Regions from separate parts of the Mus musculus genome. Here all the other regions are linked to region 2. A link is a contact called in public HiCAR-type, HiChIP or PLAC-seq and promoter capture Hi-C data. All regions are on one chromosome and are shown on one strand. The core of a region is the stretch at or near the end of the contact, and the rest is flanking DNA. Distances in the headings are between cores, read along the strand shown. Region 1 overlaps Csmd1 (CUB and Sushi multiple domains 1). Region 2 holds the start of Csmd1 (CUB and Sushi multiple domains 1). Region 3 holds the start of Angpt2 (angiopoietin 2). Region 4 overlaps Csmd1 (CUB and Sushi multiple domains 1). Region 5 holds the start of Mcph1 (microcephaly, primary autosomal recessive 1). Region 6 overlaps Csmd1 (CUB and Sushi multiple domains 1). Region 7 overlaps Csmd1 (CUB and Sushi multiple domains 1).

What was found. Promoter capture Hi-C pulls out the DNA fragments that hold promoters and counts their contacts. HiCAR-type assays count read pairs that join an accessible place to other places. HiChIP or PLAC-seq counts read pairs in DNA pulled down with a chosen protein or histone mark.
Region 1: a contact with region 2 is called in an H3K27ac HiChIP or PLAC-seq map of VIP interneurons, with 17 times the contacts expected there. The contact joins the enhancer-like site here to the promoter of Csmd1 in region 2. A contact is called at or near these places in 4 of 39 promoter capture datasets (the 3T3-L1 cell line, the C10 cell line, hippocampal neurons and 1 more) and 3 of 115 datasets of contacts at active chromatin or transcription factors (VIP interneurons, embryonic forebrain and forebrain).
Region 3: a contact with region 2 is called in a promoter capture Hi-C map of embryonic stem cells, with 3 times the contacts expected there. The contact joins the promoter of Angpt2 here to the promoter of Csmd1 in region 2. A contact is called at or near these places in 3 of 39 promoter capture datasets (embryonic stem cells, hippocampal neurons and liver).
Region 4: a contact with region 2 is called in a promoter capture Hi-C map of second pharyngeal arch cranial neural crest, with 4 times the contacts expected there. The contact joins the enhancer-like site here to the promoter of Csmd1 in region 2. A contact is called at or near these places in 3 of 39 promoter capture datasets (embryonic stem cells, hippocampal neurons and second pharyngeal arch cranial neural crest), 1 of 484 Hi-C or Micro-C datasets (cerebellum), 2 of 115 datasets of contacts at active chromatin or transcription factors (embryonic forebrain and forebrain) and 1 of 9 other capture datasets (embryonic stem cells).
Region 5: an H3K27ac HiChIP or PLAC-seq map of embryonic stem cells shows a contact between it and region 2, with 5 times the contacts expected there. The contact joins the promoter of Mcph1 here to the promoter of Csmd1 in region 2. A contact is called at or near these places in 4 of 39 promoter capture datasets (cranial neural crest, embryonic stem cells, maxillary cranial neural crest and 1 more), 1 of 484 Hi-C or Micro-C datasets (embryonic stem cells), 9 of 115 datasets of contacts at active chromatin or transcription factors (embryonic forebrain, embryonic stem cells, forebrain and 1 more) and 1 of 9 other capture datasets (embryonic stem cells).
Region 6: a promoter capture Hi-C map of hippocampal neurons shows a contact between it and region 2, with 6 times the contacts expected there. The contact joins the enhancer-like site here to the promoter of Csmd1 in region 2. A contact is called at or near these places in 3 of 39 promoter capture datasets (embryonic stem cells, hippocampal neurons and pre-B cells), 1 of 484 Hi-C or Micro-C datasets (cerebellum) and 2 of 115 datasets of contacts at active chromatin or transcription factors (embryonic forebrain and forebrain).
Region 7: a HiCAR-type map of astrocytes shows a contact between it and region 2, with 4 times the contacts expected there. The contact joins the enhancer-like site here to the promoter of Csmd1 in region 2. A contact is called at or near these places in 2 of 39 promoter capture datasets (the 3T3-L1 cell line and hippocampal neurons), 2 of 484 Hi-C or Micro-C datasets (cerebellum and cerebral cortex) and 5 of 115 datasets of contacts at active chromatin or transcription factors (VIP interneurons, astrocytes, embryonic forebrain and 2 more).

Annotation. Positions count from the first base shown.
Region 1 is chr8:15,946,235-15,949,483 of GRCm38.p6, reverse strand. All of the region lies in intron 51 of Csmd1 (CUB and Sushi multiple domains 1), which reads left to right. Among named protein-coding and RNA genes, the nearest start is that of Gm46073, 14 kb to the right of the region's middle. Within about 2 kb of position 1,688, at least 16 of the 459 cell types and tissues checked have an H3K27ac peak or open chromatin away from gene starts, as enhancers often do. A contact at or near this core is called in VIP interneurons, forebrain and hippocampal neurons, where this site is marked.
Region 2 is chr8:17,533,820-17,537,392 of GRCm38.p6, reverse strand. Csmd1 (CUB and Sushi multiple domains 1) reads left to right here and starts at 2,008. Exons shown (of 70, transcript NM_053171.2): 1 at 2,008-2,503. The coding sequence starts at 2,419.
Region 3 is chr8:18,740,259-18,743,735 of GRCm38.p6, reverse strand. It overlaps Angpt2 (angiopoietin 2), which reads left to right and starts at 2,174. Exons shown (of 9, transcript NM_007426.4): 1 at 2,174-2,745. The coding sequence starts at 2,458. All of the region lies in intron 12 of Mcph1 (microcephaly, primary autosomal recessive 1), which reads right to left.
Region 4 is chr8:16,097,942-16,101,522 of GRCm38.p6, reverse strand. Csmd1 (CUB and Sushi multiple domains 1) reads left to right here. Exons shown (of 70, transcript NM_053171.2): 27 at 377-568. Among named protein-coding and RNA genes, the nearest start is that of Mir3106, 69 kb to the left of the region's middle. Within about 2 kb of position 2,197, at least 4 of the 459 cell types and tissues checked have an H3K27ac peak or open chromatin away from gene starts, as enhancers often do. A contact at or near this core is called in second pharyngeal arch cranial neural crest, where this site is marked.
Region 5 is chr8:18,593,317-18,596,470 of GRCm38.p6, reverse strand. Mcph1 (microcephaly, primary autosomal recessive 1) reads right to left here and starts at 1,340. Exons shown (of 14, transcript NM_173189.3): 1 at 836-1,340. The coding sequence starts at 875.
Region 6 is chr8:15,993,304-15,996,393 of GRCm38.p6, reverse strand. The region is part of intron 46 of Csmd1 (CUB and Sushi multiple domains 1); the gene reads left to right. Among named protein-coding and RNA genes, the nearest start is that of Gm46073, 61 kb to the right of the region's middle. Within about 2 kb of position 1,438, at least 8 of the 459 cell types and tissues checked have an H3K27ac peak or open chromatin away from gene starts, as enhancers often do. A contact at or near this core is called in hippocampal neurons, where this site is marked.
Region 7 is chr8:15,919,980-15,923,258 of GRCm38.p6, reverse strand. Csmd1 (CUB and Sushi multiple domains 1) reads left to right here. Exons shown (of 70, transcript NM_053171.2): 58 at 1,354-1,530; 59 at 2,046-2,225. Among named protein-coding and RNA genes, the nearest start is that of Gm46073, 12 kb to the left of the region's middle. Within about 2 kb of position 1,983, at least 12 of the 459 cell types and tissues checked have an H3K27ac peak or open chromatin away from gene starts, as enhancers often do. A contact at or near this core is called in VIP interneurons and astrocytes, where this site is marked.

The DNA.
Region 1 (3,249 bases), core at 439-2,938, 1.6 Mb after region 2:
TTTTCTAGCCTGTGACTATATCCCTATAGACGAAACTATTGCTTTTCATATGGTACTGGGACAGAATCAGCAGTATCTTCAAATGTGTTGTCATGGAAACCGTTAGTGTAGCGCTGGAACTGTAATTTATAAGGTTTTAGTTACTTGTGGCTTATCTCAGAATGGTCAGGCGATGAGATGTGAAGGGAACCTACTATTTTCCATGATGTATCTGTTCGGGATCCAGGGTGATAAGTTTCCTGGTTTGCTGGCCATTTAACCCAGAGGAGATACAGACCCTCAACCACCCCCAGTACATCACGGCTCCCTGAGTACAGCTAAGTTCTCCAGCTTCTTGGGGTTGGGGCTGGGGTGGGGGTTGACATTATCACTCCAAGAGGTTCTAAGGTCTCAGGGTCCCTGTGGGTCCACAGCACAGGAGAAGGAAATCTTCCCATTGGAGTCTTCCCTCTGCAGACAAAGTACCCACACAATGGGGAATCCAGCATCCTTTCTCTCACACTTCATATTGTTTATATTTAAAAGCAAGAGACATGTCTGCTGTGGAGATCCATGAAGCAGAAATCTTTACGTTTTAAATTTTATGTATACACAAAAAGCCAAACTAGACCTTTAAAAATGTATACAGAGAACATCACGCATGTTCCCTGTTGCCTAACTATTAATTCCAAGTTTTCTGAAAGCAGGTCTTCACCCAACTGAGCTGTAGTGTGGCCGCTGTGGTTTCTGGTTGCTAGCCAGAGCCATGTATGGACTGATGGCTAAACACAACAGCAGAGGTCTGTCCACAAAAATCAGCACAGGCATTCCATTCTCCTGCTTGAGGACCACTGTTACTCTATTATTAGAGTGGACATTGTAGACCTTGACTTGAAAACGAGAGACTCATAAGTAGCTCTAGTATCTGCTCACTGCTGTACAAGCAACTGATTCTGTCAAGCACATCCTCATTGTGGATGAGGCCTTCAGACTTACACCCAACTACAGATCATAGGTGTCATCCTGTAGGTCTCACATAGTACCTCAGGCTATAGTCCATACTACTCCTTCATGTGTTTACAACCATCTCTGTGCATGTCCTGCCTCTTCTCACACCCAGCAGAGTGTAGAGCTCTTGCTTTCTCATGGTTACCATGTGCTGCACACGATTGTGGAGCCCTATTGACTATAGCAGTAGAAAGCATCAATATCGAAGATTGTTTATAAGGGTTCGTGCGGCTGACAGGAACGCTGCCCTGGTGGTATGAGAAAACAGGTGCCATCAGACTACTGCTTCAAAGTAGATCTCCCTGTGAATTTTAGAGGGAAGGAAAAAGAAGCTTGCCTCTGAGGAGTGGCTTGTCACCCACCGCTATGGTATGAAAATAGCATTCAGAGAGCCCTCACAGGGTATCCTCTGGGTACCCTCAACTTAGCACCTTTGCTGTGCAAAGACACCACATGGGTTCTGAGAGAGCTGTGAATTGTGAGTGTGGCCATGTTTTGAGTGGTAGGGGAAAAGCACAGCTAATGAATCCATTTTTGGAGACCAGGAGGGAGGCTAGCATAGAGATAGGCTTTCTCCTTGTTTTGTGACAAGGTTATTTTTAGTGCTGATGGACTCCCCAATTAGGCTCTTCCAAGTTGCTCTGCCACCCTTACTAATGAGCAGGGTTTGCAGCCAAGAGAAACTCTAGGCTTAGAATCCCATTATCCAGCTGCCCATAAGCTCAGTGGTTGTTCTGTTAGTTGCTTGTGATCTAATGAGCCTCATTAGAGGATAGACTTTAAATAGTCTCCTCACTGGGATGTGTGAGCCAAGGCTGAGAGGATAGAATCCTATGAGCATCTTCACTCTGCTCTTTCGATAAAGGTCTGCAGAGCTCTCAGCTAGGAAACTGGTCCAGCCTTGTCATTGAACATATCCCCGATAAGCACTGAAGTTTCAACATGAATTGCTAAATATCACAGTTCAAGGTAGGGTTCACACAGTGTTTGGGAAAAGGCTTAGAGAAAAGTTCACAGCAAATTATAAAAACCTAAATCCCTCTTGAATCCATTGACATTTGATATGGTACATGCTAGCAAATTACTGAAAGCTCACACTTGCCACTGTGAAGGTTTTAGCTTAGCAGTCTCTCAGACACCAAGAAATGTGGAGGCTCTCTCAGCACAGATTTTTGTCTGGAGGTAGTCTCCTGATTCCGGGCAAGTGACCCCTATAGATCATATCTAGCAAACAGGTATGCCTGTTTACAGAGTGGGAGTCACACCTTGTACTCAGAGAAGCCGAACTAAGGGGTGGGTGATTTCAAGAGTACACTCATATCATTTTTTCTTCCTCTGACATTGTGCTAGATTTTTGTTTTTATTCACAGTGATTAAAAACCCAAGAAAACAGTTTTTGAGCAATCTTATTTTATAATTTGAGACACGGTCTCACCCAGGGATGCTGGGACTTTATGGTAGTTGTCTATCTTCAGCCTCCAATATGGTGGATGGGATTATGGACAAGAGTCACACTACCTGGAAGAGAAAAGCAATTTTGAAAAGGGACAATTTCTATTGGGTGATAATTGCAGGGGTTCCCATGGGTCTGTGTGGCTTGTACACATGGATTGCTTTGTTTCTGAATGTGATGAGACCTTACAGAGAAGGACAAAGAAGAAAGTTGTTCATCCAAGGTTGCCAGAAAGCAGAAAGAAATAGAAGAGGGTCATGCGTAAGGAAGGTGTATCTTTAAAAGTACCCTCTCTCTAACCAGGCTCACTCTCCCTAGTCTCTATAACATTTCAACAGTTTGTTATGACATTTAGTCCATCAATTGATTCATTCTAGGATGAGGTCAAAGTCCTCATGGTCCACTCACATGACAATCATTGGACTGGGGTCCAAGTCATCAATGCACCAGCCCTCTAGGGTCAAGGCCATTGTGGTTTACATGGGAGATTGTATACAGACTTGTTGTTTGAATACTTAGGTCCCAGCTGGTGAAACTGTTTGGGAGTTTGTGTAGCCTTTAGAAATCATGGCCTTATTGCAGAAAGTAGAGAGTAGACCCCTCATTGGAGGGGTCAAGCCTTGAAGGGTTCATGTCTCTTTCTGCTTTCTTGTTAGTTGGGTAAGTGGGGAGCAGGATGCCTCAGGCTCCTGACACATTCATGGGAGCAGTAACCACTGCTTTCAACAGCACCATGCCTTTCCCACCAGGAAATTGCAAGCTAAAAAAAACCTCTTTCCTGTAAGGCGCTTCGTTAAGGTATCATGTCA
Region 2 (3,573 bases), core at 759-3,258:
TCTCTTCCTAGACCAGGCTGGGCTTGAACTTGAGGTGATGGCCCCGTCTGTCTCCTGAGTGCTGTCTCTACCGGTCTGTATCACCCTGGATCTGAAAGAAAAAGGGTCTTTAAGCCTGTGGCCATGAAGGAGCCACTCAATCTTGAGTTGTCAAAGTGCCACCATTCTGTGCAAAGCAAAGGTGTTTGACATCTCAGGTGACACTGAACATTCTTGATTCGGACCCTAATAACATGGCTCCATCTGGGAGCCCCCCCCCACACCCCCCCTCCCCCCGACAAAGAAGTGAGATTTGGAAATGGTTTTTAATGGCAGAAATCCTTCTTGGTGACATGAGTCATTAGGAGTGGCATTCAGAAGACAGGACACCGTTTCTCATGGAGGTCTTCAGCTATGCTGCTTCTGTAGATCAATGGGTCCTAAGGAGGAGCAGCGGATGAGCTATCGGATCTCCTAATAGGTCTTGTTGTTGTTGTTCACTTGCTGGAGTGTAAATAACACCTGGGGGAATGACTTAAAATCACACTGTAGGTGACCCCTTCCACTCCCTGTCACACTGAAGCACACAGGGCATCATTCTCAATCCATTGCTTTAGAGAGATAGCCTGGAATTTTCTCCCCTAGGGATAAGGGAAGAGCAATGGGAGGATACTTTCAAACAAACAAAACAAAAAAACTTCAGATCAGTTCCAAGAGAGCCTGGGGGAAACCTGCAGGAGAACAGAGCCCAGGGTTTTTTTTTTTTTTTTTTTTTTCTGGGGAGCTCCAATCTCCAGGAGAAGGATTCTAGGCTGGATAAAGTCTCTGGTTACTCTTGGAAGGTAAGGTACAGCCGGTGACTCTACATTTTTGGAGTCACTCTCATGCCCTCACGTCATCCGTGGGCTTCAGGGAGCAAGAAAGCTCTAGAACACTAAACTTGAGTGGCACACCGTGACTCTGCCCCTAACAGTGGGCACAATGCTGGTGCGATGATGTGGCCATCAGCCTGCCTCCACACACCATCCTCATTCCTTGGTGTGAACAACTCACAGTCAGCATGGGATGAATGTTCCCATGCTGGGGGCCTGAGATGTCCATCCCTGGCCCCTTCCATCCTATCCTCTAGAACTCCCGAATCCTTTCTAAGAATGGAGCATCTGTGAACTCTAGCCTTCACCTGGTTTGGATTTTTTCAATTAACCTACAGCCTTTTTCTAGTAGTTTACTCTGTGTGCACTCACTGGCTGCAGTAGACCTGCTTTTAGGAACTTCCTTCTGATCCCTCTTGCAGGAATGCTGGATGTGATGCTGGGGTTCACTACACTTTTGTCAATTCTCCTGCTCTCACAACCAGAACAGGGTGGCAGCCCAGTTGGGTTGTTTAGATTCATTTTGTTTCCCACATAGAGCTGGGCTTGCAATGAGGGTAACACTAACAGGACTAAACAGGAGCAGAACAGGAACCTGTCAGAGGCTCATCATAGTTGCAGACAGTCACCTTTTCAAAGGTAATTTATAATTTCTTTTAAAAGCACCATTTTGCTCCCAGTTTCAGTCACAGCTGGGCCCATTCTCTTCCCCCACCTGCATTTCTTTCCTAACTTAGGCAGAGGTCTTCTTCTGGTCAGTAGAGAAAGAGAAGGATGGAGGCTGGCCTCTGCCTGCCCCCACAGAGCCCTCGGGCTCGCTCGCGTGGCCAATTGTATGGTTTTTCCCCGGTGCGCAGCGTGGGCTTCTCCCACTTGAGCGCCCAACAAGTCTCCGTGCTCCAGCCTGCGCGCAGCCGCGCCAGAGACTGAACGCTGCGCTGCCTGCGGGAGCACTAGCAGGGGCCTGAAAGCCCGAGGCCAGGCTGAGTCCCGGACTGCGCGGTGCCAGCCTCCTTCCCCTCTCGGTGGGTAGGATGGTTGAGTCCAGCCACCACGGCAGCGGCTCCTTGCGCCTCTAGCAGCCTGTCTTCGGCGCTCGCTCCCCGCCTTCCTCCCGCTCCAGCCCTGCTCCCCCCTCCCCCCGCGCCCCTCCCGCACCTCCCACTCGCTGGCTCTCTCTCCAGCTGCCTCCGCTCCAGGTTGCTCCCGGTTGCGCGCGCTCCTCTCCCGCCTCGCCCCCTCCCGCAGCCTCGCCGCCTTGGTGCCTTCCTGCCCGGCTCGGCCGGCGCTCGTCCCCGGCCCCGGCAGCCCCGGGGCTGCGCTCGCTCAGAGCATCTTCAGCCCCGCAGTGGCTCGGACCCGATGCTACGGGAGCGGAGCGAGCCGGGCGCGCAGAGCTGCGGGAGGCGTCAGATGCGCGGCCGGGCTGGGGACCCGGAGCTCTTGCCAGCTCGCCTTGCCCTTTGGTGATTACCGGACTCTGTTTAGAGCCCGGTTGTTCCTCGGAGGAGACCGGCGCATCCGAGAGGAGCCATCCGTGTCGTGTGCGTGTGGAATATCTGCAGACATGACTGCGTGGAGGAAATTCAAGTCGCTGCTCCTGCCTCTGGTGCTGGCGGTTCTGTGCGCGGGGCTCCTCACTGCAGCTAAGGGTAAGACAGGCTAGCTCGGTACCGGGGAGACGGCCGAACCCTCGGAGGCCCGGTTTGCGAACGCGAGTGTCTGATCTGAGGATTGTAAGGGACCAAGCGGCAGGCACCGACCGGGTGGCTGTCCACCAGCGACGCTAGGGAACGCAGCGCCCGATACCGAGCTTCCATCGCGTTCTTCCCACCCCTCATCTGCCCCCGCCCCACCCCCGCCCTTCCTTCCCCCTCACTTGGGCTTAAACGACATTTCTCTCTGTGCTGTGTACTGTGGGTTGTCAAGGAGAAGAGAGCCCGACACGAGTTGGGCAGAGAACTGCGCCTTGGCTCCTGGCGCTTGGTGGGCTTGGCGGGTCGCAGGCTGGGGTAGTTCCCACGACTTCTCCCCGGACCCAGCGCACCTGGGAAACATACTGGGCACCGTCAGCCTGGCAAGTTCAAGCTCGCCGGGCTCCTGTGCCATCAGAGAGAGCTCCTAGCTGAGTGGTGTTCCCATAGCCTTACACCTCCTCTCACCCCATTCCTATGCTTCCCCTCCAAGGTACTCAAACTAGCTGTCTCTGGGATGTCGCCTCCTCTTTCCTTCCCTGGACTTTGCTTTTTTGCAAGTTGTGATATCTGGCAAGGTGGGTGAAGCCAGTGGGGAGTTCTGGTCAGGTTTCCCTAGCAGATCAATTCTCTGTGGGTGCAGAGGCAACCCCTGTCAAAGTCTGATCAACCAAAGGAAAGGGCTATTTCTGTATGGTTCCTGGGGCTTTTTTGTCTCAGAGAATTTGGCTTTCTCCTTGAAAGGAGTTAGGGGATGTTTTCTCCTAAGTCTCTACAAGCTGCAACCTTCGGGCTGGTAACAGCTCCTGTGCGCTAGGTTTAGTCTATGGGAAGGAGGAGGAAAGAGAGGAGGAAGGGGGGAGAAGGAGAGAGAGAGAGAGGGAGAGAGAGAGAGAGAGAGAGAGAGAGAGAGAGAGAGAGAGAGAGAGAGAGAGAGAGAGAGGATTGATTTCACATTGGCAAGTACCTGCTCCCATTTCTTCACTCTCTCATATGCTCCTGGTGCTACTGGGTGTCAGGTTCCCAGT
Region 3 (3,477 bases), core at 925-3,424, 1.2 Mb before region 2:
TCAACAAGAGGGGGCAGCCCATAGGCCAGAATCCTCCACCTCATTCCTAAAGGGAGACTTGCTGACCCCACTTTTAATAATTTCCATGTCAGAATCTACGAAGTACAGCTTCTACTGTGTTCTGTGGAACTGAATGAGGCCTGCTGTCCCCAGGAGGTGGTGTCACCTTCTATGCACTCTCATAGTTCTCTGCCTATGGTCTCTTTCCCTCTAAGTCCCATGGCCCCCTGTGGATCAGAAGTCTTGCTGTGAGTCACCCTATACCCAGCAGAATACTTGACTTAGTATGTGGCGTATCTCTTTTTCCTTGTTTCTTCTTGATTTGCCTGGAACACAACTGAATGGCTCCAATCTAAACCATGTATCAATGCCTTGAAATGTGCTCTTACAAACAAACAAACCTAAAAGATTTGCACCCATTGCTACTGCCTTGTCCTGACTATCCCAGGAGCTACTGTGTGATGGTAACCAAATTCATTTCCATTTAATAAGCAAGCTGTAAGGAAAGGGAGTTAGTATTTTTAAATTGCGCCTATTACATAGCAACTTAATCCAGAAAATTCCACAGAGAAGGAATGGTTTCTATTTTCCAAGTAGGAACCCTGAGAGCAGCTAAGCTTTGCACGTAGCACTCAGACTGAAGTTGAGGCCTGCCTGCTCTTTCTGAGGGGTTCTGACTGCGGGGGTTAGCACTCGTGAGCCCTGTTTCATCTCTCAGGAATCAGACTGCTCCCCACCCCCAGCTAATTGTCCAGAGCATGAGCTGTGGCCTTTCTGCGCCACAGAACTTGGTAGTAGTCTCTGAGCCTATGTGTCCCTTCAATGGAGTGGGAGGCTCATGGTGTCTTTAAGAAGGGTGTGTCTTCACTGATGGCAAAATATGGTTCATCAGTTCTCAGAGATACAGGAAGAGCTAAATATCACTTATTGCCTGGTGAAAAATATAGACATGTTCTTTTCCAAGTTCATGGACCCTGTAGATCTTGGGGTAAAAAACCAAAACATAACCCTCTTCTGTTGCCAACTCGGGAGCCAGTCTGCTACAGGATGCATTTAAAAAAGATTCAGTTAGTTCTCTTCCAAACAGACTCTGTGAAAAACAACATTCCCCATGCAGATTCTAGATTCACCTATGATCTAAAATCATGACTCTCCTAGCCTCCAGAAGCCGAGGATGTGTAACACAGAGTTGCCCTGGGGTTTCTGGAGGCGGACGTGGTCCTTTGAGTCAGGGATGCTGGAGTCTTCCCAGTACCGATCTCTGCAGCATTAACTTCTAGTCATGAAGGGGTGGTGACTCTGGACCAGCAGAGCCACAGAGCTGGAAGTGTTTTAGAAGTCAGTGCAGCCCCCAGCTTTTATGGCCAGGGGCTTTTGAACTTAATTAAAAGGGGAAAGTGATTTGCCTGAGCCCACTGACTGGGACTAATTTAATCAGGAACATGCCACAGAGTGATGAGCCCGAGGAAACCCTGATACAGTGAAGGAAAAGGTGTATGTTTGTTTCCTCTCGACATACTTCACTCAAATATCTATTGTTACTTAACAGACAATTAATCAGGCCAAACTACTTTAAGTTTTATTTGTATAGTATTTTGTGTTAAGGCACAGACATGTGAGTGCTGAGAAAACTGATGTTGGTAACTTGATTTAATAATATCAAACTGGGTTAAAATAAAAAAAAATGTGCATAACTTAAAAAAAAAACCAAATACCAACAAGACTTTACTTCCCCTTGGAAAAGCACATTTACAAGGGCTGATCTTAGCCTTTATATTTACAATAAAGAAAATAAACCAAGGTCCCGATATAGCTGTAATTTTATTCCTAAAAGAACAGAAACTTTCACTATGCTTTAAAATTAAAGTGATTACCTCAGATACTCTGCAAGCTTAGCCTACAAACGAGCAGACAGACAACAGAGCCCCAGCTACTCTCTAGGAAATAATTAGGGTGGTGCCTCTGACATGCCCAGGGGTCTTGTGGCTGGTCTGTGTTCCCAGAAGGCTTCTGCAGTACACAGTCCTTTGGGGCAGTAAGCACTATGCTCTGATTTTTCCTGTTGCCTGGCTAGTGACCCCCTACAGGAAGATAGTGGGTGAGCCAGGGGGCGGAGCGGCTGGCTGCACATGTCTGGCTGCTCTTATCAACTTATCATATAAGGGAAGGAAAGTGATTGATTCGGATACTGACACTGTAGACTCAGGGGAGAAACAAAGAGTCCGTGCAGACCTCTGGAGTGAGCAGGGCTGCTCCTTCCTCTCAGGACAGCTCCGAGTGTGCCGGGGAGAAGAGAAGAGAAGAGACAGGCACTGGGAAAGAGCCTGCTGCGGGACGGAGAAGGCTCTCACTGATGGACTTATTCACACGGCACAGCCCTGTGCCTTAGACAGCAGCTGAGAGCTCAGGACGCAAGTTTGCTGAACTCACAGTTTAGAACCCAAAAAGAGAGAGAGAATGTGGCAGATCATTTTCCTAACTTTTGGCTGGGATCTTGTCTTGGCCTCAGCCTACAGTAACTTTAGGAAGAGCGTGGACAGCACAGGCAGAAGGCAGTACCAGGTCCAGAACGGACCCTGCAGCTACACGTTCCTGCTGCCGGAGACCGACAGCTGCCGATCTTCCTCCAGCCCCTACATGTCCAATGCCGTGCAGAGGGATGCACCCCTCGACTACGACGACTCAGTGCAAAGGCTGCAGGTGCTGGAGAACATTCTAGAGAACAACACACAGTGGCTGATGAAGGTAGGAAGGTGGGCTGGCTCTGGTGAGCAAGAACTAATAGCCCTGGCTTTATCAGGGACTGGGGCTGCGGAGGTGGGCTGCAAACATCCTCTTTTGTGCTGCCCTGCAGCAAAGCAGTCACAGAGAGAAGAGCCACAGAGGGGTTGTCTGAAAAGAATGCCAGAATCTGGTCAGAAAACCCCCTGAACTTAGGAATCTTTGCTAGCCAAGCAGAGGAAGTGCGCTTCTCTGCAGATCGCGCGTGCTGTTTTGTTTGAGTAGCTGAGACTAAGTGACACCCATTACCAGGATCTTCTCAGCGGGTTGTAGGCATGTGAGGGAGGCTGTGAACAAGACAGCACGGAGCCAGGAAAAACGTGACAATCACGTTAATTACGGATACTTAACGGATGGAGTCAAGTGCTTTACCAATTTCCTGAATTTCTTTACGAAAATAGATTATGACTCTTGGTAAAAGAGAGGAAATTAAATAAAGCCAACCTTGTGTTCTCAGAGTCTCAGGGCTGCGCTGTGAAGGGGCTGCCATCTGGAAATGGCACCGTGTTTCCCAAGTGTCCCGGAGACACTGCAGGCAGACCCCCGTTCAGTTCCAGAGACAGGCTCTGAGCTTGTCCCCACGTGGGACTGCTATGCTCGTGCCACGCCGGGCGGGCTGAGAGGGTCTGACAGTTTGTTCTTGGGGCTGCGACGACTGCTCTGTTTCATGGCCTTTTTATAGACCGTAACCAAAAT
Region 4 (3,581 bases), core at 948-3,447, 1.4 Mb after region 2:
TGCACTTGCAGTCTCCAGGTTGAGGCTACAGTTCTTTAACTAAATCATTTAAATTGTGATATTTATAAATTATTATAGAAGGGCAAACTAGAGGGGAATGTGTGTATAATATATGCTAAGTATAATAAGATAAGATTGATATTTAGGATTTCATAAGTGGGCAACTTTCAATAAGATTTTATTCATCATGAGCAGAAGCAAAGTGCATAGCATTGAATCCTCCTCTCAAGGAAAGACCCCTATCCACAAGCTCCCCAGAAACATTTGGTGCACCAAACCAACACCGAGTGCTTTACCCTAGAGGCAGCAGCCACCCCTGCAAGTGTGGAGACCTGGTTCTCAGTCAACTAAACAGCTCTCCTTTGCTCTTCTGCAGCTTCCATTGCATCCACCTGCAATGACCCTGGGATGCCTCAGAATGGTACCCGCTACGGTGACAGCCGGGAACCTGGAGACACCATCACCTTCCAGTGTGACCCTGGATACCAGCTCCAAGGACCAGCCAAGATCACGTGTGTGCAGCTGAACAACCGTTTCTTCTGGCAGCCAGATCCTCCTTCGTGCATAGGTACTGGGCCCAGGGAATGGAAATGTCATGCTGAGAAATGGATGCAGTCAATGCATGCTTCAAATCTGCCTGCCAACCTTTGGTTTCCTTAGGAGGACTTCCAGGAGCTTCCTAAATGGCCTCGGGCTCTCTGAGACAATGCAGACATTTTATTGCACACCTTTATTTTATTAGATGAAATAAAGGATGTGCTTTCTTTAATGTACAGTAATTGACATTTATCTAACATTTTCCTGTCCTTAACAGTTCTTATGTAAATATATATCAACCAATCCAAACTTAAAATTTTACGTGGCGTAAAACTTATAAGCCTACCACTGCTGGCCATATGTTTAATATAAAACACACCTTCAAGCAAAACCTACTACTGAAAAGCACTTTCTCTTTTCAGAAGTATTTTTTTAATAACATCTGTAAATTTTAGACAGAATCCTGAAAAACAGATATTGCCCTTGGAGATAATGAAAATAAATAATAAAATTATGTAAAACACTAATTAAAATTCTCCATCCAACTTATTAATATAGTAACAAATGGCTTTGCCAGCTCTGGTCTTAATAGATATCTAAGATGATCTTCAAAAATGTGATTTTAGGTAAATAGATTTTTTTCATCTAAAACAGGAATTACATGTAAATTGCCCTTCATTCTGTTAAACATTTTAACATAAAATGTCTATTTAGAGTATTTAATTGTAATTTCAAATGAAATTTAACTAAATGTTATTTTTTTAACAAACTATTTGGCTTAGTTGGTACTTCTAGATATTCTGCTTGAAAAAATATGGAATTTAATTGATCTGTGACAAAAGGCTATGGCAGAGAAGTGAGGGACTCTCTCAGGGTCTTGAAGCCAGATGAAATTCAAGAGCTCTGTTATTAGCATCTGGCCTCCAGGAAAGCCAGCCCTGTTTAGCCATCTCTGTATCTTCATAATCCCTCAGCTGTGAGCACAGTCAGCCTTTTGACGCTCACTCCATTAACAGGAGGCTTGTGATGCTTTGGGTATTTTTCAGAATTTTGCAGCTGTCATTGTGGATATCTTTTTTTCCTTGGTGAAGCTCCCTGCAAATGGAGCTTCTCTTCCTGCCTTTTATTGCTCAGCTGTATTGTATGTGTGTGTCTATGTAATATGTATATGTCTATATATATGTTTAGATGTGTATCTATGTAATATGTATATTTCTATATGTGTGTGGTATCTGTGTTGTATGTGTATTATGTGTGTGTTGTATGTGTGTCTCTGTGCCCATATTTTTGTGTGCCTATGTCATGGTCATTGTGTGTTATACATTGCTGTGTGTGCATATGTGTTCTATGTGTATCTATGTTGTTTAAAATGAAGGTTTAATTTTCTTCCATTTTATATTTTTAATCTCATGAAGGAGGAAACCCTTAAAAAGCAACATTAAATTAACCTCTTAAGGGCAATTTATCCTTTCTACATTCAAGACGTAATTGTAAAATTTGACCACTTTCCTAGCTACTCCACAGCCTTTGACATAACTATATATTACTTACCTAATTTGAGCAAGAACTAAAAATCCCTTAGCTCATCACAAAGCACTCATTGTCCTTCTTGGCTTCAAACTGCATTTCCAAGAACAGATGGAAATCATTTGCAGCAATTGAATAGCCAAGTATTTGAGGGACTAGACATACCTACGTGCATAGATGTCGTCTGACAGGAAGAGCGATGCTGTCTCTTCATTACACTGTGAGTTTCACTTTTCAGAAGTGAGGGTTGTGGCCCCTGCAGCATATTGCTTAACTAGACTCGCACCCACATAAATCCTTTACTCAACAGACAACATTTGTAAACTGTGGTTTCTTATTAGGAAAATAATTTGTGTTTATTACAGGTGTTTTATAAACTATGATGAACAAGAAGTGAGGAAAGCTGTTGTCTCTTTACCTAGAGATAGTTGCTATTAACATAAACTACACCAATAAAATTCATAAGCATGCATATGTATTTTGATTCACAATAATTTTAAACATGTCCTGCCTGAATGCTAACTTAACAATACAAGGTGTCTGGGTGCTATTTTATGTTATCCACCAGATTTTTAGTGGCTGTGAGGTGTCTCTGAGCACAGCTTCTTTCTTATGATGCCAGCGACACTGTCTAGTATCTCATAAGTTCAGCCTAGCAGTGCTAGGACTGTTATTTTTGTACAAGCGAGCAGTGAATTTCCCACTTATGAAGTCAACGTGACAAAACACAGATGACTGTAGAGGAGTGATGTATTTCTTCTTACTTCTCTCTCTAAGACACTCCCCCCAAATCTATCTGAACATTATTCTCTCTGACCAGAAGAACACAACTTAGGATCATGTTTTTTAACCTTATGGTCTGAGCAGGAAGACATACTGTCTTTTTGTTTTCATTTACATCTTAGGTTAGACATGGGTCTGAGCCTTATCTTTCCATTTGATGACTGGCTATGGGATTTGTGCATTCTAGACTGGCCAGCTAACTTCCTATCCCTTTTCTTCATCATCAATATGCTCTGCTTTCTTTTTGTGTAGTGGCTCTCTCAACACCCACCAGTTCCCCATGACACATATTTTCCAACATTTGCTGTTAATTTCCTCAAAATCTGATCCCTCTTCTTTTTCTTTCTGAAGGCCCCATGAAAATGGAACTTCTAACTTGGACTTTCAATCTTGAGTTCTCTCTCTCTCTCTCTCTTTCTTCCTGTGTGTGTATGTGTGTGGGTATGTGGGTATTGCACGTGTGTTTCAGTATCTGTCTTTGTGTATGTGTCTTTGTATGCTGTATGGTGTGTGTGCATGAGTGTGTTAGGTGTTATATGTATATGCATACATGTGTGTTGGATATATATATATATACACACATACATGTACATGTATATGTATGTGTCTGCATGTTATATGTATGTGTAGGTAGATAGCTATAGACATGTATTATGATTGTGCTTACCCATTTGTGTGTGTACATGTGGATCCTAGGAGTCAACGTCAGTTGTCTCCTTTAACCATCTTACTTT
Region 5 (3,154 bases), core at 91-2,590, 1.1 Mb before region 2:
GAGGCAGAGGTAGGCAGATCTCTGAGGTCAGCCTGGTCTACAGACTGAGACAGAGTTTCCAGGTCCAGGAAGGCTAGAGCCACAAGAGAAACTTTGTTACACAAGCAAGCCCACACCCCCACCCCACACCCCCAAACCAAATTAAAAAACAGAGATAAGTCAGCCTCAGCTACATAGCAAGTTGGAGGCAAACTTGCTTTCTAAAATAATAAATAAAAATTTAAATATATATACACATATATGATATAAATATAATAAACACATAGCTATAATAAATATAATATATAAATATATAAAATATATTTATACTTGGAATCTCCTCACCCAGGGTCCCATGTTCTGAGCACGTGTTAGCACGACAAAAATACAACAACAACAAAAAAAAAGGTGAGCTCCACAAGTGTCAGGCAGCTCTACTCAGGTAGGACCCTCCAGAGGCCATCACACTATTACCAAATTCTTACTTTTCCTGATCCCACAACTGCAGAGGCCATAGAGGCAAGAGGATCCCAGAAAGCTAAGACAGGAGCCTATCCTCCCGCCAGCTCTCCAGGGCTCAGCCTGCACCGGGGTGGGGTGGGGGGATTGGGGAACACATAGGGGTCGATGAAGGTCACAGGGTGAATGTATGTGGGGTGTCCACACAGGTGGTCGGGATCCTGAGTGAGGGGACTCCGGGTGTGAGGGAACCTAGGATGTGAGAGGACCTCGGGCGTAGGGAGCCCTGAGATGGGATGGGACCTGGCCTGGGAGCCGATCCCGGCGGCCCAGGCAAGACAACCAGGCGCTGGGAGCCTAGACCCCAGCCCCCTCCCTACTGGGCGTGTCTCCTCACCTTTCAGAAAGGCGCCCCCAACGCCTCCCGAGGCCTCCATGACCCGACCAGCTTGAAGCTGCGGGACCGAGCGTGCGCCGGCAGGAAGGCAGAGGGGTGCGCATGCGCAGGCCGTGCCCCCTGGGCTCGCCGCGTCAGGCTTAGGGGTGTGTGTGTGTGTGCGCAAGGGCTCCGGGTTCCCTTCCCTCGCCGAGAGCGCCCGGCTCAGTGACACACGACAGCCGAGACCTGATCGCTCACGGGCGGCCCTGAAGCTCTCCGGCGACCTGGCAGGAGTCAGCCCGCCGCACCGCGGCTTCAGGGCGCAGGTCAGCGCCGCGGTCGCTTGTCCCCGCAGGGTTCGCTCGTCCTCGTTGCGCAGCGCTCGGTGACCGGGGAGGGGACCCACCCGTGGGCCCTGCCTCAGCCCTGCACCCTGGAGCGCGAGCGGGACTGCTGCAGCGTCCGCGGGCCCTCTGGGTCTTCAAACCTCCCGCCCGCGAGTCTGCGAGGGGGCGGGTCGGACGCGGGCCCGCCTCCCCGCGCAAGGGCTGCCGGGAGAGGGAGGAGGACGGAGCCGCCTAGGGAGGACGGAAGCCAGGGAGTGCCTGCTCTTCTGTAGATAACAGTATCCTTTCGTCGCCTTAAGCGCCGGGCGTTAAAAACAAAAACAAAAAAACCACCCAACTGGTTTGGACAGACAGGTTGTTTTGGGTTTTGTATTTATTTGTTACACGTGTGAGTACTTTGCCTGCTTGTACATATTTGCACCACGTGCGTGCCTGGTGCCAGTGGAGGTCACTAGAGGGCGTCAGATCCAATTACACATGGTTATGTGCCACCATAAGGGAGCCAGGGACCAAATTCGGGTCCTCTGCTAGAGCAAATGTTCTTAACCACTGAGCCATCTCCTTAGCTCCTGGTTGGGTGTTTAGAGAGATGGCCTTGGTTTCTAGCTCACAACACTCAGCCCTTCTCCCGACTCAGCCTTCCCCAAGAGCTAGGATTACAGACTGGCCCAGCAATTTGGCTTTAAAAAAAAAAAAAAAAGATAATTTATATAGATATACACACACATATACATATATATATATTTCAAAATTATTTTAAATGTACATATTAAAATATATAATATATATAATTTTAAAAAGCCAAATTCCGAGTGATGAGCTGTTAATGGGAATTCACGAATTGAAGCATCTTCACTAACACAGTGGGAGAGCTTTCACTAGGCAGTGCAAAGAGAAACTCAAGACAAAATGGCTGCTTAAGGTGCCCAGTAACATACCACAGTGTCTGCTGGCCTCCAGGCTTACGTGGTACCTGTGGCTCCTTTTAGCGTTTCTCAACCCACCTCCTGCTCTAAACTTCTCCAGCTCTTGGGCTTCAGTTCCCCAAGCTTCTCATTCCTATATAACCCCGCCATTTCAGGCTGGTACTTAGTCCTACTGACCCTCTCTCTCTCCCCCCTCCCCTCCCCCTGCTCCTCCCCCTTTCCCTACCCCACCCTCTGTCCTCTCTTTTGCTTTTCTCTCTTCTCTTCCACCTTTCTTCCCAGTGCCCACTCCTCTCATGGCCTGACCTACCCTGCTGGCCAAGTCCGATAGAGAGCTTTCTCTCCCTTCTGTGGACTTTTCCAGATGCCTCAGGCTGAACTCTCCCTCCGATCTAAATAACCCTCCCCTCGGCTGTATGCTCTCACTTTATACAGGCAGTAAGAGCAGGACTAGGATTCCTGAGAAGGGAACACAGAATCAGAACCATGGCTTGGTTCTCAGACTTCCTTATTTGGCTATCTTAGGTGAACCGGCATCTTATCTCCTCTTACTGTTGGGACCCTTTGGGTTCTCTAACCTTTCACTTAGATTCCCTGCCACTCAGCATGACTGACTCCACTTTGGTTTGATCAGCTTTGCTGGATGGACATGGTGTGCAAACTTAGTCCAAAGCAAGGGCCTCCCAGAATCTTTTGTTGAATCACTACTAATAGGTTTTTCTCTGCCAGAAAAAAAAAAAAAAAAAAAAGCCAATTCAAACCAAATTAAGAAGTTTAAAAAAAAAATGTAGGTTTATTTGGGAATGGGCTCCTGGGAAAGTTCACTAGGCTCAGGACAAGACAAGAAAATGTCAAGAATAGACTATGGCTGGAGAAGGTTTTTTTAATAGATTGTAGGTGAAGGAAAATGACATGTCTGCCATACGCTTATGCCCTGGTATGGTCATCTAGGGTAAGGGGCTTGGGTGGCTGGTGACTTCTGGTGAGGTGGGGTGATTAGGACAGCTGTCAGGAATGTGGGACTAGGTTTTTGCCATTTTTTTCTATTCCGAGGCTTTCCAAAT
Region 6 (3,090 bases), core at 189-2,688, 1.5 Mb after region 2:
GGCAAAACAAGACAAATAGAAACATAACTGGACATCATTCACTAAAGGGCATCCAAATCTTTTTGCCCCTGTGGAGGGGGCAGGAGGGCACACAGGAGGGGAATAATTCCAGTGTTCTTCCCACATGCCCACCCTCAGCCCCCTACAGGCTTCAAGTGTCAGAGCCTCCCATTTTATTAGGCTCCTCCTAGTTTCCATAGTTATCCCACACTACAGGTGTTTTTATGGATTAATATTATTGGAACAGTGTGTCACAATGTAGTCCTGGTTGCTTGAAACTCACTATTGAGACCAGGCTAGCCTTAAGTCCACTAAAATCTTCCTGCCTCAGCCTATAGAATGCTGGGATTAGAAATGTGTACTCCCATGCCTGGCAGGAGGTAATATTTTTATTTTTTGTTTTAATTTTTTTTTCCTAAGGGTTACTCTATGTCACCCTGGATATCCTGGAATTCCTATGTAGACCACACTGCTTCTGACTGCCTCTGTCTCTAGAATGCTAGCATTAAAGATGAACACTCCACACCCAACTAAGAGTTAATTTTAATGACTAGTAAGCCAAATTCAAGTTCTTAAGCCTAGGTTATTTTGGCTGATGATCTGCAAGATGTGTTAAATGATGTACTACATGATTTTCAGCCTCATAGCTGATTTTTCATTTAAAAAAATAATAACATGCCATGTGTCTACCTAAAGGAACTAGGACCAGTTACCAGCGAACTCCTTTACAAGGTATCTCTGATGGTCCTTCTCTGTAGTAGTTTCCTCAAATGTCTCTTGAGGTGCACAGGGCATTAAAGTTATCACTTCTGGAGAACTGAGAAATTGAGCTTCAAGAGAAAGGTGAAACCTTCATGCTAGCTGGGTTGCTCCTGGCAACAGTTTATAGCAGCCTCCAGGAAGGAGTAAGTTCCCAGAAAACAGCAGGGCAGACAGGAAGAAACAAAAACACTTGGGCTCATTGGGAAACATGTTCAAATATATTTTTAAAATAATATTTGTGCCTGAAAATAATAGCGTTAAGTGTTAAAGAAACTTGATAAATATGGCTTTGCTTGTATTTTCATTTCATCCTCTCTACTAAGCAAAGGAGACCATTTTAAGAATAGAAGAAATGACTCTATTTAGGGCTGCTTCTGATTTGGATAGCTGCTCTGTGCTGCAGCCCTGGAGGTGACAATGGCTTTCCAGGTGGCATTCAGCAACTCATTGCAAAGTTTCCTACTTCCAGATGGTCTGAAGTTCAGTGTCATTTAAAACTCTAGCTGCAGTGGTAAGATATACAAGGTGGAAGGATGGCTGAATGTTTCCCCAGTGAAACTGAGAACAGAGTCTTCTTGCTAGCACCTGCCTGTTGAGAACAGGAGAGTACATAGCCAGGACATTTTCAGTTTCTATAATACCTCTGCCCATATGGCACCTTCTATTTAAGAAAGACATTTACATCTGCCATATCTCACTTCACTCTGAGGGGTAGCTGTTTCAACCGTCTATTTATAGCAGAGATGGTATAAGTGTTGGCTCTCATTGCCACATGGAAGCAAGTCTGTGGGATCCCTGGAACTCTATTTTCAAGCCCACGCAGGTGTGCACAGACAGAAGACTCAACCTACGTGATGTGTTCTTTTTAAAAATGCCAGCATGCCCAACCTGCAATTGGCAGAGTAAATCTTGCAACGTGATGTTGTCGCTGGATGAATGGGTTTCCATCTTAGTGAGCACACAGACAAAATGTACAACAGAAGCTAAAACTGTGGAGCGGTTTGTTGCCTACAGGGAGGGAGGAGAACAGTGGGAGTATTTCCAAAGCAAAGCTCTCTCTGGAAATAAAAAGGTATCGTGGTTGAGTTTTATTGTGGGAACCTATTTCTACTCCCATAGGGAAGCATTGGAGGCAAGGGTGCCTTCCTCTGCAATCCTAGTACAGTTGTACATTGTGGAGCACTTTGAGGTCCCAGTTTAAGAAGAAAGATGGAAGGCAAATAATTAGGTATGCTTGTCTCAAAGCAATGGAGTATTGTTTAGAGGTTTAGCAAAGAGACGCAGCTCTGCTGAGCATTCTGGGTTCCACATTACACTGAACAGAGTTTTCTCTAAGTTGCACAGAAGAATAAAGCAGAGAGCTCACTGGCCAAGCTGATTCTTTCAATTTTCTCAGATGACATGACAAGGCAAGGGTTTCTCCATTTTATTTGCCTCTTTTCTGTCATTGTGAAGAAAAGAAAAAGTAAAACCGATAAAAATCACCTCATGGAATAAAGTGTATTTTGACTAAATGACTCCAGGGAGATAAATGGCTATCATGGCAAGGAGTCAGAACAGCAGGAACAAGAAATGGAGAGATCACATCTTTTACAGCAAACACAAAGAAACAACAGAAATGGGAAGTGGGGTGTGGCTATGTACTCTCAAAGCGCTCCCCCAGTGACATATGTCCTCCAACAAGTTGTACCTGCTGAGCCTCTGGAAACAACATCATCACTGTGGACCAAGGGTTCAATTTCTGAACCTACAACAACATTTCTCATTGAAACCACTATACCTGAAAGGTGCCAGCCCCATTTGGTGGCTAACAATGTCATTACCATCACTGCCGGGGAAATAGGACTTTAGACTGAATTCTGTCATTGACTTCAGTTTAGAACTATTTTCAGAGATATTAACTAGTTTGTACTGTGGATATTTTAGGACTTTGATCTCAAAACATTTTAAATGGTCCTGTGATAAATTTAATTGCTTATGTTTTTGTCTAAAAGTCTACTGAGGTTTAAAGTATGCTTCAGCTAGACTATCCAAATGAATGGGGAACCTTCAAGACAATATTTAGGAATGACACATCTTATAAGCTTTCCCCACCTGTTTGGGAAGCATCTTCAGTTTGAAATGTTTTTGTAAGTAACATACAATCAACTCATTAAAACGGGCAAACTCACCAAATAAGATACACATCTTGGACAAAAGCTCTGGGCGAAGTTGGTTACTGATATGCCTAAACTGTGAGTAACACTGGTGTGTCACTTTCTTTTTATATGCTATGACTGATCAGTGTCCCTTAGTAGCTCTGTAAGCAAAGCATTCCTGTAATGTAAT
Region 7 (3,279 bases), core at 734-3,233, 1.6 Mb after region 2:
AGGTGACTTGGAAACTTGTATACACAGATTATTTTAGCTAATATGATCATGTAGAAATGGTACTATCATCTTTTGTTGATTTTTGTAGGTTCTGCTTTAGACTATGTATGCTCACTTTTTAGAGAGAGACAGAGAGACAGAGAGAGACAGAAAGAGAGAAAGAGAAGAAGAGAGGGAGGGAAAGAGTGACGGAGGGAAGGAGAGAGGGGGAGAGGGAGAGAGATACTTTCTATCAGTACAACGACACAGTAGCTATGACTTCCCAGATACTAAACAAATGTATATTGAATGATTATTGATTAGTTATGACTGACATGGGCACTGATATGAGTGCTTTGTATTTGTTTTACAAAAAGGAATCAACTCAACTCTAGCTTATGTGTATATTCTACATGAAGTAAGAACTAACAGCTCTCTTCCATGTGTGATGAGAAACGCATCTTTCTTTGTTCTCCGGACTAGCTTTGAAAGTGGACCAACTAAATATGCGAGAATATTTTCAAATATGATGACCACTTTCAGGGAGTTTCATGCTGTAGTCTCCTTGTTACTACCCAGTAGTTGTCTCATGACTTACTGTCTTCTCTGGCAATTCATTGTAACAGGGTTGAGGTAAAAAACAATTATTCTGATAACTGTCTCAAATAAATATGACAAAAATCTTAAACACTGAAGCCATCATTATGGTCTGACCCAGGAGACGGCTATGCTTCTCCTGTGTGCTGACTAAGGTGCACACAGTGAGTGAGAGTCCTGCCAGTTGCATTGAGCACCGTTAACTGAAGTTTCAGTGCCTATAGGGGACATTTAAGATACTTGTGAGAGTAATGCAAAATGAAGGCACATGTCAATCAATTATTCATCTGTGGGTTGATTCATAACACATGGGAGACAACATTCTAATAGGTATAGTCATCTATATTTCTGAGATATTCTCTAAATCCCAAGTGAACTCTCCTGGGGACATAACATATGGCTTTATTTTTTTCCAGATTTCCCACAAATAAAGAATGCTATGAAGGAAGCTGTGCTTGAACTCTAATACCGTATAGTACTTTTTAAAGTTCATGATAACTCTACCTTGCTTTAAAAAGTATGTTCAAGCTTAGAGAAGCAAAGCTTTGGGTTTTGGATGCTTTACATCGTATTTTGATCAGAAAGATGTGAAAGTATAGTTTTAAGTTTTGTAACCAATCACAAATAAATCTGAGGGTCAGGTAAGACAAATTCTGAACTGATCCCATACACACATCCCCACATTCCTGTAAGGAACCCACCCTCATTGGCATCCCCCCTTTTAAGCTTCCACCCTAGCTTACTCCCTTGCGGGCTACTGTCTTTGCTTCCTGACAGCCGTGTCCTGCGGAAACCCAGGCACGCCGACCAACGGGATGATCCTCAGCAGTGATGGGATCCTCTTCTCCAGCTCTGTCATCTATGCCTGCTGGGAAGGCTACAAGACGTCGGGGCTCATGACTCGGCACTGCACGGCCAATGGGACGTGGACAGGCACAGCTCCTGACTGCACAAGTCAGTACATGCCCATCTGGAGGGGCTGGAAGCTAGCCAGTTGAAGGAGACAGTGGAATTTTCAAATTTATTAAATCTTTTTAAAAAAAATCATGCAGAATAAAGTATAACATAAGTTGGATGAGATGCTCTGTTTTTTAGACGCTTTAAGATTCTTTAAGCATCTTTAACTTACACAATGAAAGTATGGAAAATTAGGCTATGTAATGAAGGAAGAACCAAAGAGACTCTAGACCACCTAGTTTAAAAAGAAATAAGCTACTTTGTACTTGTCCATAGCTATAGGTGTATCCTGATCAGGCACGGCCAGGGGTGACAGCCTTACTGCCACCTATTAATAGAGCAGCAATTAACAATTCCAAACACAGCCACTTGGCAGCAGCTCTGTGGAATCTGTGCCCTGTGGCTGGTCACCTCTCAGTTCCGCACTGTATCCCAGAAGAGTGCTCACACAGTTTGGTTCCTGTCACGGTAATTTGCATCTCTCTGCTTCTTTCCTGTCAACTACCTCTTAGTCATCAGCTGTGGGGATCCTGGCACACTGCCCAATGGCATCCAGTTTGGGACAGACTTCACTTTCAACAAGACCGTGAGCTATCAGTGCAACCCCGGCTACCTAATGGAGCCCCCAACATCACCCACCATCCGCTGCACCAAAGATGGCACATGGAATCAGAGCCGGCCCCTCTGCAAAGGTGTGTGTGTGTGCACCACCATTTGTTAGGCATTGTGGATGGGTTTAGAAGTCTTTATGGGACTGGGCCAGATTCACTTTGTGTTTACAAAGCTGTTTCAGCAGCCAGGAATCCCAGGAATTCTTCTCAACCCATTTATAAATATCCACTCATTTAGTTTTCCTGAGTCGTTGCTAAAAGTTTTATAAATGAGAAACTGAGTCAGGGGCAGCTACAGTGAAGGCTCAAGATTAGAATCCCTGAGTAGAGACGGTGCAGTCCAGATGACTCATTCTGTCCCTAGAGCAATGGTTCTCAATTCTAACGCCGCTATCTTTTAATCCAGCTCCTCATGTTGCAGTGACCCCCAACCATGAAATTATTTTCATTGCCACTTCATAAGTATAATTTTTCTACCATTATGAATCATAGTGTAAATACCTATGTTTTCCTATCGTCTTAAGAAACCTATGTGGAAAGGGTTGTTTGACCCCCATTTGAGGTCTCTGCCCACAGGGTGAGAACCTCTGCTAAAGAGGGGGTGTTTGTTCTGAGGTTCAGATATAAAGACAGAAGATGGTGACACACTGAGAAGGCTCAGGGAGGCTTGTGGCTTATACAGCATGATGCTCAGGGAAGGAGCAGGCTCTAGCTAGACTGGGTGGGATTGGTTGATGCAGTCACAGGGAAGCTAGGCTGGGAGACTCCTCTGAACACCAGGGATCTTCATGGTCAGCATTTCTCATAATCAGAAGATGAAGCATGCCAGTCGCTGAGTTCTCCTATTGACTGACCCAGAATGGGACCAGAGGGGAAAGAAAGGCCGGTGCTAGGAAGCTGTGGTAGTCATGCATAAGCATGTGTCATTTTCCTCATCTGATAGGAACAAGTGCATAAGAGTGGGAGCTGGGGCACTGAGAAAGCCTCTGGAAAGGCACTGTCTTTTGGGTCTCTGAAGGACTTACAGACTTCTGAATTTGCTGTGGGGCTCCCTGAGTCCTTGGTGACTACAACTCTTGTTTAGTCCCCCCTCTGCCAGGACATGCTATTGGATCTCCTTTGTTCTTGCTGACCT